Linked DNA regions of Canis lupus: region 1 is linked to region 2. Evidence: chromatin contacts called from public Hi-C data. All regions are on one chromosome and are shown on one strand. Each heading gives the region's core, a stretch centred on a gene start, on an enhancer-like site or on the middle of the called end of the contact. The rest is flanking DNA. Distances are from core to core; before and after follow the strand shown. Region 1 holds the start of BDH1 (D-beta-hydroxybutyrate dehydrogenase, mitochondrial). Region 2 holds the start of DLG1 (disks large homolog 1).

Region 1 (6,106 bases), core at 2,358-4,857, 180 kb before region 2:
TTGTTGAAAAGAAATGTCCATGTAACAAGGCATTGGAGCTTCTGTGAGATCACTCACCAAAACAGTGGTTTAATGGGTCATAAAAAATTATCTACTCCAAATACTCTTATAAACTGGATTTTTTTTTTTTAACAAAGCAAGAACCTTAGGACAACTGGTGGTATGCTTAAAGAGAGCCTTGGGGGGCCGGGGGGCACCCGGGTGGCTCAGTAGGTTGAGCATCCAGTTTGATTTCAGCTCAGGTCATGATCTCAGGGTCTTGAGATCAAGCCCCATACTGGAGCTCTGTGCTGAGCATGGAGCCCGCTTGAGACTCTCTCTCTCTAGCCCCCACAGGCTCCGCTTGTGAGCACTCTCTCTAAAAAAAGAAAGACTTTGGAATAGTACAGACTTATGTAGGATCTGTCTCTGCCCCTCGCTAGTTGCGTTGCTGTGGGCAATTACTTGACCTCTCTTGGCCTTAACTTCCTTAGATGCAAAATGGGGGTGATCTTAGGTCACTTTTAAGAGTAAGCAAAATAATGCACACAAAGCTCTTGACATAGTATCTGGTACATAGCAATTAACTGCTAAATTGTGTCGTTGAAAACAGGGACCCAGCATTTGGTATCGCTGCATTCGGAGAACAAAGCATAATGCCTGCGATAGAACACAGCTCAGATGTAGACTGAAAGAAGGAAGAAAGGAGATGTATGGGTTGCTCCAGCTTGGGGTGAATGGGCAGAGGTGGGGACACTGTTTTTTTTACCTTTCTCATACATTCCCTCTTCAAAGGTCCCAGTTACCTCAAAGAAACTTTGTTTAAATTTCCAAACTGCTGGAGCACCTGGCTGGCTCACCTGGCAGAGCATGTGATCTCAGGGCCCTGAGTTCAGGCCCCACGTTGGGCATGGAGCCTACTTTATTTTTATTTATTTATTTATTTATTTTTGCCTGCCATGGAGCCTACTTTAAAAAAAAAAAAAATCTAAACTACTCCTCAGGGCAAACTGTGGTTAAAAAAAAAATTAGTTAAATACATTGTAGTCAAGAGACAGAAAGAGAGTGGGGATGTGGGTGCCTGGTACTTTTCCAGAAAGGTCCAAGCTCTTGTTTTCCTTGCTCTTTCACTGCAGGGAAAAGGCTGGGCCTCCAGTTCTCATTCAGGGGAAGAATTCAGAATTATAGTCACATCACGATCCAGGGCTCTTTTCAGCGCATTTGGATTCTGAGCACCACAGCTTTTAGAATAATCCATTGGGCTTTTTCTTTGTTTCACTGTCTATGATAGAAGAAAGCTGTTCGATACTTTTAAAATTCTGCAGAATTAAGATAAGAGCACATTTCTAGGCCCCCCTCCTTTTTTTTAATCCATTTGTATCCAAACAGAAGCCCTGCAAGGTTTGGAATAGTAAGTGGTTTTACTCTCCTCTCTTCCCCAGCAAGGCTCTGCCTGGAGGGCTGCACAGGTGGGCTTCCAGGGGGCTTCAAGGTGGCTGGCCCAGGGCAGGATTTAACCTGCATCACTTGATATTCAACACTTAATGCTGAGGGCAGAGGAGGCCCAGGGCATTCAGAGACAGGACAGGGCCAGATGTAGAGGGGAGGGCTGGGGCTAGGAAGAAGAGGGAATGATCAGCTTGCCTGGGATTCAGGAAGGGTGTGAACCAGGAGGCAATGAGGAACTGGAATGAACCGGAGCTGTCACTGGGGCTCTGTGCAGTGGGAGCTCTTAAGAGGGCTTCCTTCCAACTGAGAGTCTTTCAGGATGCCATCTCCTCTACAAAGCCCTTCCTTTAGTCCCATTATACTTACATGCCCCTCTTTTAGAGGATTTACAGGACTTCTAATGATTCATTAACTTATGTACATGTCTCATTTCCTTCCTTGAAGGGAACAGCTAAGGGCTGTTTCCCTCCCCAGACTAGAAGCCTTGGTGTTGCTGAAAAGTGCTAGGTGCCCAACACCCGGCCTGACACCTTGTATCTGGGTAGAGAAGCAGCTTTTGCAAGAGGGGAGGGGAAGAGGCGGGCAGAAAGGAGACAGAATGGGAGTGACTTGCATCCCACGTGGCCTCCGCTTCCGTGTTCAACCCCAGGGCTGAGTTTCTCCCGTTTCAGTCAGCAGCCAGCACCTTGGAAGCAGGGGAGAAGAGGTTTAAGAGGGGTGCCCAGTGTGACCTTGTCAGGCTCTCACCCGGACCCAGGCCTTGGCTGGCCCAGCCGATCTCTTGGGAGCCCCAGTACTTCCTGCCTGTCTCTGAGAGCTCCTTAGTGAGGCCCTCGAGGGCAGGGCAGCTGGGAGATAAAGGAGCAGAAGCTCAGGCTCAACAAATGGATTCCTCCTTAGCTGACTTGCGAAAGGTCTGCTGAGAATAACCCTGAAAGGTGGGCAGGGATGCCTCTTCCGGGTTAATAATCGGCTTACTCTGGGTTCCCCAGAGAAACACCGAGCAACAATTTTTGGTACAGGTGGTTTGTTTTGGGAACAAGTCGGAGGGAACAGCAGCAGAGGGGCAGGAAGCTCAGGCAAGCAAGGAAGAACAGAGAAAAGCAGTCCAGGGGTGCGGTACTGAACTGAGGACGTTGGGCCCCACCGTGGGCAACCGGGGCTCTGTCCTCTTAGGAGCCACACAGAACGCACCTCAGAACTGTCCCGTCGGAAGACGGGAAGAGGGGAGTATTTCTCCACCAGCTGTTTCTGCTTCAAAGCCTGTCCCCAAAAAGTGTTAGGTTCTTTTTGCACTTGCAGGCACATGCGTGTGTCAGAATGGGCAATGATTTCCTGCTGGGGTCCCTGGCTGGTGTGACCCCCGAGGACCCGAGGCAGGACGCCAGGTGCCGCGCAGGCAGGCAAGGTGCTCTCGGGTGACACCTGAATGCAGTGGTTTGCCTCAGCAAAGCTGGAAGAGAAAGATGGGCTGGGAAGACGTGAGGCCAGCGGCGGGCGCAGTTTGATAGACCTTCAGGCCAAGCGTCCTTTGTCCTTTCCCTGTCTTCCATAAATAGAACCACATTTCCATTTCATTCTCGGCCCAGAGTCAGGCCCTCTGGGTTTTTAGGTGGAAATAGAAATTCTTCCTTTAATTAAACGCCTTCCTAGCAACGTATAACCCTCAAAGCAGCAGCCCAGGGTAACGATCTTTGCGCTGTGGCTGTGGCAGGTGCAGGGGGAGCACTCTGCAGAGCGCGCTGCCGCAGGTGGTCTGTAAAATGGGTACAGAGACTTGCGTGCATCCTGCCTTTGTGACCAACACTGTGTGTGTCAGGAGCTGGGGATAGAGCACAGCCACTCCCAAGAAGCTGACAAGTTTTTTTAACCCCCACCGGCCCGCGCTGGCCCCCGGTTCACCCGCGTAGCCCCCCCCCCCCGCCAATCCGCGCTCCTCTGCAATTGGACCCAAACGAAGCTCGGCCACTAATGGGTCCCGGGAGTTCGCGTTCTCTCCTCGGCCCGGTGTTCATTCCGGAGGCCCCGGAGCTGCGGCCTCTTGGCCCCACAGGTCCCGGGGCTGGAGCTCTGCGGCTGCACTGCGGTTAAGGACCTGCGCGGGTTCGCGGCGCGCGCTCTTTAAATGCGCTTCGTGCGATCAAAAGACAAATAGAAAAACCACCCGGTCGCCTCCGACCGGTTCCAACGTCGGCAAACACGCTCGGGAGCTGCAAGGACGCGGGCTCCTCGCCAGGTGTCCCGGGTCCGGGCGCACCTGCTCCGCCGCGCGCGAGCCCGGCCGCTCCCGAAGGCGGTTGGCGCTGGAGGCCGACGCCCCGCAAGGGGTAGGTCTCGGGCTGGGGGCCGGACTGGGGGTACCCGGGGGCTGGCCGGGCCGCGGGGGGCGGGGGGCCGCAGGCGCGGAGCCCGCCCCCCGCGGTCACCCCGCCCTGCGCAGCCACCCCCCGCCGCGCTCCGCGCCCCCCAGCACAGCCGCCCCTCCCCCTCCCCCTCCCCGCCCCCCTGCACAGCCGCCCTTCCCCCTCCCCGCCTTCCAGCACGGCCACCCCTCCTTCCCGTTCCCCCTGCACAGCCGCCCCCTCCTCCTCCCCGCCCCCCTGCACAGCCGCCCCGCCCTCCCGGCCCTCCTGCATGGCCACCCCCCCTTCCCGTCCCCCCTGCACAGCCGCCCCCTCCCCGCCCCCCTGCGCAGCCGCCCCCCCTCCCGGCCCTCCTGCATGGCCACCCCCCCTTCCCGTCCCCCCTGCACAGCCGCCCCCTCCTCCTCCCCGCCCCCCTGCACAGCCGCCCCCCCTCCCCGCCCCCCTGCACGGCCACCCCCCCTTCCCGTCCGCCCTGCACAGCCGCCCCCTCCTCCTCCCCGCCCCCTGCACAGCCGCCCCCCCTCCCCGCCCTCCTGCACGGCCACCCCCCCTTCCCGTCCCCCCTGCACAGCCGCCCCCTCCGCCCTCCCGCCACCCTGCACAGCCGCCCCCTCCCCCTCCCCGCCCCCTGCACAGCCGCCCCCTCCCCGCCCCCTGCGCAGCCGCCCCCTCCGCCCCCCGCCCCCCGCCCCCCGCAGCCCAAGGGCGGAGCAGCCGCGGCGGGAGCGCCGACTCGGGGAAGCGCCGTCCGCAGCCGGGAAGCTCCGCCCAGCTCCCCCCTCCCGCCTTCCACCCCGCCCCTTCCCCGCTCCCCGCAGCTCCCCCGCCGCGCCCTCCGCTCGGGTCCCCGCGGCCCTGGGCGGCCCCTGGCCGGGCGGGGGGTCCCGGGGGCGGGTCCGGGTCCGGGGGGCGCCCGCCAGCTCCGTCTGGGTCTCCGTCCCGGCTGACGCGCGGCCCCGAGGCTGCAGGGTGCAGAGGCCCCCCCGCCCCCGCCCGCCCCCGCCCGCCGGAGGGACGCCGCCCCGGGCCGCGGAGGGGGAGGCCGAGCCGCACCCGCGGGCGCCCTGCCCCGCCACGCCCCCGCGAAGCTCCCGCCCCCGCTGCGGCCCCGGGAGGTGCGGACCTGGGGCCCGGGGCTGCGGGGCGCGGCGGGGACGCGGGGCCTGGGCGGCGGCGCAGCCTCAGCCAATGGGAGCGCGGCCGGAGCCGAGCCCCCGCCGGGGAGGAGGGAGGGACCCGGGCCGGCGGTGGCGCCCTGGCCTCGGCGTGCGCGGAGCGGGGCGGCGCCTGCGCGTCCGGGGCGTCCCCGGGGGTGCTGGAGCGCGCGGCGTGCGGGGGAGGGGCCGGGGGCGGATGGGCGCTGGAGCGCAGGGCGTGCAGGGGAGGGGAGGAGAGGGGAGGGCGGGGGGTGCTGGAGCGCGCGGCGTGCGGGGCAGGGGTGCGGGGGGAGCAGGGGAGCCGGGGAGGGGGAAGAGTGGGTGCTGGAGCGCGCGGCGTGCAGGGGAGGGCGGGGTGGAAGGCGGGAGGGGGGAGCAGGGGCGCGGCGGGTGCCGGGGAGCAGGGGAAGGGGCGGGGTGGGGGCGGGCGGGGCAGCGGGGGAGGGGCGGGTGCTGTTCCGGCCGCGCCTGGCGCCGTGCGCGTGGCTGAGCCCTGCGCGCGTCCTGCAGCCGGCGGGCGCCGAGCGGCCTGAGGTCAGCGGCCTGGGGTCCCCCCGGGGCTGGGGTGGGGGCAGGGGCGGGGGCCGGGGCCGAGGCTCGTGCGTCCCTGCGGAGGCGGCCCCGGGCGCTGCTGGACGCGGCCTGGCCCGGAGCGACCCGCGGGGAAGCCAAGCTGCGCCGGGAGCTGGCGGCTTCGCGCTCGGCCCGCGCCGCGTGTGGTCCGACCCCGCCGGGCCCCGGAGCCGCCCCTGGGGAGGAGGGGGCAGTGGCCGGCGCCCCGCGGGGCGCTCGCGGTCCGGGTGGGGCCCGGGGGTCGTGGGGGAAGCTCGCCCGCCGGCGCCCGCGGTACCGCCTACTTGCAGGCGCGGAGGGAGCGAAGGGCCGAGCTGAAAACGCAGCAGCCGGGAGCCCGGGCCTGTAGGTAGGGCCTCAGGAGCAGCATCGTGGAGGAGTCCTCGTGGAGGAGCGAGCTCCCGATCAGGACTTGGCCGTGTGGACAAGTCAGATGTGGCATAGGGTGAGCAGCCCTGGAAAACCGGAGGGTGCGGCGCTTGCTGAGCGACCGCGGGGCAGGTGCGAACGCGGAGACAGGGTTCGGAGGCGCCCCGAGGTCTGATGTGTACACTCGGATTTGAATTTTTTTTTTAAATTTTT
Region 2 (5,911 bases), core at 2,015-4,514:
TAGAAGAATCTGAGCTTCAAGCTTTTCCCTGTGATCCTCTGGCTCCTTTTTTTTTTTTTTTTTTTAATTCTTATTTACTGGGATGCCTAGGTCTCTTAGTGGTTGAGCACCTGCCTTCTGCTCAAGGCATGATCCTGGGGAGCCTGCTTCTCCCTCCGCCTGTGTCTCTTCCTCTCTCTCTCTCTCTCAGTGTCTCTCATGAATAAATAAATAAAATCTTTTATAAATATTTATTTATTTTTTTGATCCTCTGACTTTAAGTCTTTTAAGTTATTTGAAAGGAAAGTTAATGTGGGGCTGGAAAGTTTATGTGTTAAATTTTTCTTTAAAATGAGAATGTTAGAAAAGTAATCAGATGCTATATTGGATCCTGTTCCAATAGGCAGCTGGTACCGCATAAAGTAAGGAAAACTTCAAGGAAATAAAAGGTGTTTGGAAAAATCCAGTTGTCATTGCTTTGTGTGTTGTGACGTTGGGGTAGGCAGCCTCCAAGATGGCACCTAACGATTCTTAGGTACTGGTTTTCCTGAGGGTAATCTAAGTAACCAGTAGGTTATGTGGAAATGATAGTTACTTCTGAAATTAGGTCATGAAAGACATTGTGGGTGCTGTCTTGCCCTCTTGGATGACCTGCTCCAGAGGAAGTCAGCCACCACGGCATGAAGATGCTCAAGCAGCCCTATAGAAAGAGCTTCATGGTGAAAAAAGGAGGCCCCCTACCAACAGTCAGCATTGACTTAACAACTATGTGAGTGAGCCACGTTGGAAGAGCCTCCCTTAATCCCCATTAAACCTTTCGATGACTAGTTCTGGTAGACATCTTGACTGTAATCTCTTGAGGCCCTAAACCAGAGAACCATCCAGCTAAGGTCCTCTTGAATTCCTTACCTGAAGAAACTGGGAGACCATGTTTACTGGGGCATAAGTTACTCAGCTACTAAGTTTTAAGCTACTAATTTTTGAGGAATTTATTATGCAGTTATAGATAACTAATACAGAGGAACAGAAAGGAGGAGTAAGGAATAAAGACCTCTCCTTCTAGGTCTGCATTCTTCCTGGCCCGTAACCACGGAATGCTAGCTTCCTTTTGGCTTCTGGACACTGCTGACAACCGAGAGAGCTAGAGGTTGACAAGAAGGAAGGGCTTCATGCCTCTTACCATGCTCTTCCTCCTCCCTCTTCTCTTTCTTTTTTTTTTTTTTAATTTTTATTTATTTATGACAGTCACAGAGAGAGAGAGAGGCAGAGACGGAGAAGCAGGCTCCATGCACCGGGAGCCCGACGTGGGACTCGATCCCGGGTCTCCAGGATCGTGCCCTGGGCCAAAGGCAGGTGCTAAACCGCTGTGCCACCCAGGGATCCTTCTCTTTCTTTTTAGAGGGAGACCAGGATGACATTGAGAACTTACACACATTTTGCTTTTGACTTTACAGTGGCCCTTGGGAAAAGCTGCACTTGCCTTTATCCATTTGTTACTAGGCTGTGGTTCCTTGACAGCAGGGCTTGGATCTTAACTATTTCTATCCTCATTGCCTAGCAAGTGAACATATATGAATAATGAATGATACTAAGAGTGAGGGCAAAAATCCCTCCTTCCTCCTGAACTCTGAAGAGATTCCATTCTTAGAATGCTTCCTTGAGTGGAGCAATTCCATTCATAGCCCATCAATAAATCTTGATAATAATAGCATGCATGCCATCAGCCATTTTCACTATTACAAACCTCCCTAGTCCACTATTATTTATTTTATTTAAATTCAATTAGTTAACATATAATGTATAATTAGTTTCAGAGGTAGAGTTCAGTGATTCATCAGTCTTATATAACACCCAGTGCTCACTACATCACACGCCCTTCTTAATGACCATCACCCGGTTACCCCATCCCTCCCAGTTTACTATTTTAACAATCTCTCTAGTTAAGCTCCTTGTTTTTAGGGGCTTCCTTTCACTTTTTCATCCCATTTCTTCTACGGAATGTTGCTTTCAACTGTTGCTCAATCTCCCAAGATGGTTGAGCCAGGAAAGCATGCATAGACGCCTGCTGCTAATAAATCAACACACCACTGCCTAGTTTTCCAAAATCACAGTGGGAAGAGCCCTGTACTGGAGATAGGAGAACTAATGCTGGGCTACAGGTCCCTGGGCAGGTTGTTTCCCCTCCCTGAACCTGTTTATCTTAAATTGAAATACTGGGTCAGATGAGGCTCTAAAGTCGTTGGGTTCTGGCAAGTTAGAATTCCAAGGTGCAACCCAAAAGTGAAACCCAGTGGTCAGACTTCTGAGTAAGTGTCATGATTACAGTGCAAGGTTCCCGGGACTTCCCTTTATCAGCCCAAGGATGTGGCCTCAGCCAAAGGCTGGCAGGTTTACAGGGAAGTCTTCCGGTTTAGAAAGACGATCTTCTTCGTGTTTCCAGTTTTGTTACTAACTCCGGGTGACCTTGGGCAAACTCGCTCAGGACCTCAGACGAGGGAGGTCCCTGTTACCCCCCCCCCCCCCAAAAAAAAGGTCTGAACTTTGAGAGCTTTTCGCAAAATTTCTCTTCCTACAACCCGGGCGGCTCAGAGCCGGAGCCAGGGTCTGGCCCAGCCAGAAGTCCCCGCTGGGACCTGCGGTCTACACCCAACCCCGCCGCGCGCGCCGGAGGAGGTGGCTCGGTTTCGGTGGAGGTAGCTACAGGTGAGCTCTTAAAGGGGCCGCCACGAGCTCGGGTGACAACCTGAGACGGGTGACTGGGCGAGGAGTGCAGACACGGGCGTGTGGATGAACGAGCAAGGGAAAGAGGGAACCAGGGTTTTCTTCCCTCCCTTCAATGCATTCACGCTTAGACTTAATCAGACTTAAAAACCCTCCAGGAGCAAACGCCTCAAACTCTCAATCTAGTTTACAAGCCCTTCTTTTTTCAACCCCTCCCCCCCAAAAGACTTGTACTGACGGGCGAATAATTTATTTTTTAAAAAAGATTTTATTTATTTATTTATTTATTTATTTATTCATGATAGACATAGAGAGGGGGGGGGAGGCAGAGACACAGAGAGGGAGAAGCAGGCTCCACGCAGGGAGCCCGATGCGGGACTGGATCCCGGGGCTCCAGGATCGCGCCCCCAGCGATGCCCGATAGTTTAAAGCATCAGTACGTAGTGGCGGAGAGCGCGCCCCCACCCAGGCCCCGCCCCCTCCCCGGCCAGGCCCCGCCCCCGCGGCGGGCAGGCCCCGCCCCTCCCCGCGCCAGGCCCCGCCCCTTCCCCGGCCAGGCCCCGCCCCCCGCGCCCCTGACGTGGGCGGCGCGGTCTACTCCTCCGCGAGACCGCTCCTCGGGGCCGGGGATCCGCTCCCCGGGGGCGCCGGGACCTCGCCGCGCGCGGAGGCGGAGGCAGCACGCGTGTAGGGACGTTACGAGGTGTGTCGGCATGTGTGTCCCGGACCTGCTGTAGGTGAGGTCGCGTCGCGCTCGGAGCCGCGGGCTGCGGCGAGGTGAGGGCGGGCTCCGGGGGCCGCGCCGGGCCACCTGTGGAGCGCGCGCCCAGTCGTCGGGCCGCGGGGCCGCGCCGGGGCCGCCCGTCCGCGGGGAGGCCGGCGGGGCCGCGCGCCGGGCCCCGGCCCCTCCGCGCCGCCTCCCCCTGCCGCCCCGAAGGCAGCGGCGCTCCGAGCCCGGGGTGGGCGCCCGCCGCCTCCTCACTTCCCATTGGCTGGGAGCGCGGTCACGTGGGGCGCGGCCGGCCAGCTCCGGGGCCGCCATCTTGGCGGAAAGTTTGGGGGCCGAGCGGCGAGGGGCGCGGAGGGAGGGAGGGAGGGAGGGAGGCGACGCTCCGGGGGTGGGGCGGCGGCGGGCGCGGCGGCGGGGGCGGCGGCGGCGGCTCCTCCTCCTCCTCCTCCTCCTCCTCCCCGCCCCCCCCGGCTCGCTCACCCCCCGCGTGCTCGGCTCCTCGAGCCCCGGGCGGGGCCGGGCGGGCGGCCCCCGAGCCCGTCCCGAGCGCACGCCGCTCGCGGGAACTTGGCGCCGCAGGTGTGGGGCCCGCGGGCCCGTGTCCCCGCAGCCTCCAGCCTCGCGCCGCTGCGCCCCCGCGCCCCGGAGCAGGTGGGGCGTCTGCACGCGTCGGCCGGGCCCGCGTCCGGGCACCGAGCGCCCCTGGGAGCCGGAGCTGCAGGTCCCTGTGCGGGGGGGCCCTCCCTCGGGGGCAGCTTCCTGGGACCCCCCCCCCAACCCTGCTGTTTCACTTGGGAAAACTTGGGCAGCGGGTGTGGCCCCTTCTTCAGGTACGGCTGGGAGTTTTCCGCGATTTTGAGAGTTCAGGGGAGGAATGCAACTCAGCACCACGATCCTCTTGTTTTGCTTCGGTTGTTCCCTTACTGTTTTTTTTTTTTTTTTTTTTTTTTAATTTATTTTTAAAATTTTTTTAAAGGTGTGTGCCCTCTTTCCGATACTGGAGGGAAAAACAAAAAACAAAAAACATGCCGGTCCGGAAGCAAGGTGAGAATTTATTTCGGGACCTCTCTTCTCGTGCGGGTGAGTGAGTGAGAGTGTTGTGTCTGTGTTCTGATTTGTGTTTTAAAGATGTTGGATTAGGGGATCCCTGGGGGGCTCAGCGGTTTAGCACCTGCCTTTGGGCCGGGGCGTGACCCCGGGGTCCTGGACTGAGTCCGCATCAGCTCCCTGCAGGGAGCCTGCTTCTCCCTCCTCCTGTGTCTCTGCCCCCCCCCCCCCGCCCCCATCATCTATCTATCATAAATAAATAAATCTATCTTTAACAAAATAAAAATGTTGGACTCTGATAAGACGGCGTCGTCGCCCTTCCCTGCTTGTTAGGAGACCGAAGCCGCCTATCCTGGAGGGGAGGGACCCCTGTCAGTGTCGTTTTCAAACTTTTCTTTTCTGGCGTCGCGGTCTGTAGTGGCTCTCGAGAGGCAGGTTCCTGTTCACTCCTCTGAAAGGTCTTCGTGAAGACTCTTTAATTGGTGTTTTGATATTTTAACTTTATTTATTTATTTATTTTTTGATATTTTAACTTTATGATCTTAGGCACTCTTTTGTGAGCAGTCATGGGAACCTGGCTATAAGAACTGGTGTTTTGAAACAGTTAAGATTCGGATTATTATTATTATTTTTAAAGATTTTATTTATTTATTCATGATAGACATAGAGAGAGAAAGAGAGGCAGAGGCATAGGCAGAGGGAGAAGCAGGCTCCATGCTGGGAGCTGATGCGGGACTCTATCCTGGACCCCGGGGTCATGCCCTGGACCAAAGGCAGGTGCTAAACCGCCGAGCCACCCAGGGATCCCCCAAGATTCAGATTATAATAACAAATTGTAGGTAATCTGCTTTTGCATGTCGGATCGGCTGAAGCTGTGTTAACTGATACTTTGATCAAACAGCCTTGTGTTGTTTTAGACTACTACACATTTATCACCAACTGTTTATCTTCCTCCTTTTTCTGTGACATACATTTAGAAATGTTTCAATTATTCTAAGGAATATATGTGTGTGTGAGTGTAGCAGCGTTGATTGACCTAAAGGATTTGGGGAGGTGTTGAGATGTCTTGTAGGATGATTTGCTGCATAAGTAGTGTGTAATAACTGTATATGTGTAATTTTAATCAAACTCTTGTTTCCTTCCCAGACACCCAGAGAGCACTGCACCTTTTGGAAGAATATCGTTCAAAACTAAGCCAAACTGAAGACAGACAGCTCAGAAGTTCCATAGAACGAGTCATTAACATTTTTCAGAGCAACCTCTTTCAGGCTTTAATAGGTGGGAATTAAAACTTTATTTGTGACCATTATACATCAGCTAGGCTTAATGCTCCTCTGAATTCATTTATTTTATTTTATTATTATTATTATTATTTTTTAATTTTTATTTATTTACTTATGATAGTGACAGAGAGAGAGAGAGGCAGAGACACAG

The links. Hi-C and Micro-C count contacts between places; a contact is called where the count stands out from the background.
Region 1: a contact with region 2 is called in a Hi-C map of blood, with 2.0 times the contacts expected there. The contact joins the promoter of BDH1 here to the promoter of DLG1 in region 2. A contact is called at or near these places in 2 of 9 Hi-C or Micro-C datasets (both in blood).

What each region holds. Positions count from the first base shown.
Region 1 is chr33:31,135,304-31,141,409 of UU_Cfam_GSD_1.0, reverse strand. BDH1 (D-beta-hydroxybutyrate dehydrogenase, mitochondrial) reads left to right here and starts at 3,607. Exons shown (of 7, transcript XM_038583217.1): 1 at 3,607-3,755. It overlaps LOC119867276 (basic proline-rich protein-like), which reads right to left. Exons shown (of 10, transcript XM_038582496.1): 2 at 5,420-5,979; 3 at 4,918-5,154; 4 at 3,686-3,779; 5 at 2,623-2,691; 6 at 2,334-2,407; 7 at 2,176-2,276.
Region 2 is chr33:30,951,477-30,957,387 of UU_Cfam_GSD_1.0, reverse strand. DLG1 (disks large homolog 1) reads left to right here and starts at 3,264. Exons shown (of 25, transcript XM_038583205.1): 1 at 3,264-3,437; 2 at 4,407-4,474; 3 at 5,624-5,755. The coding sequence starts at 4,456.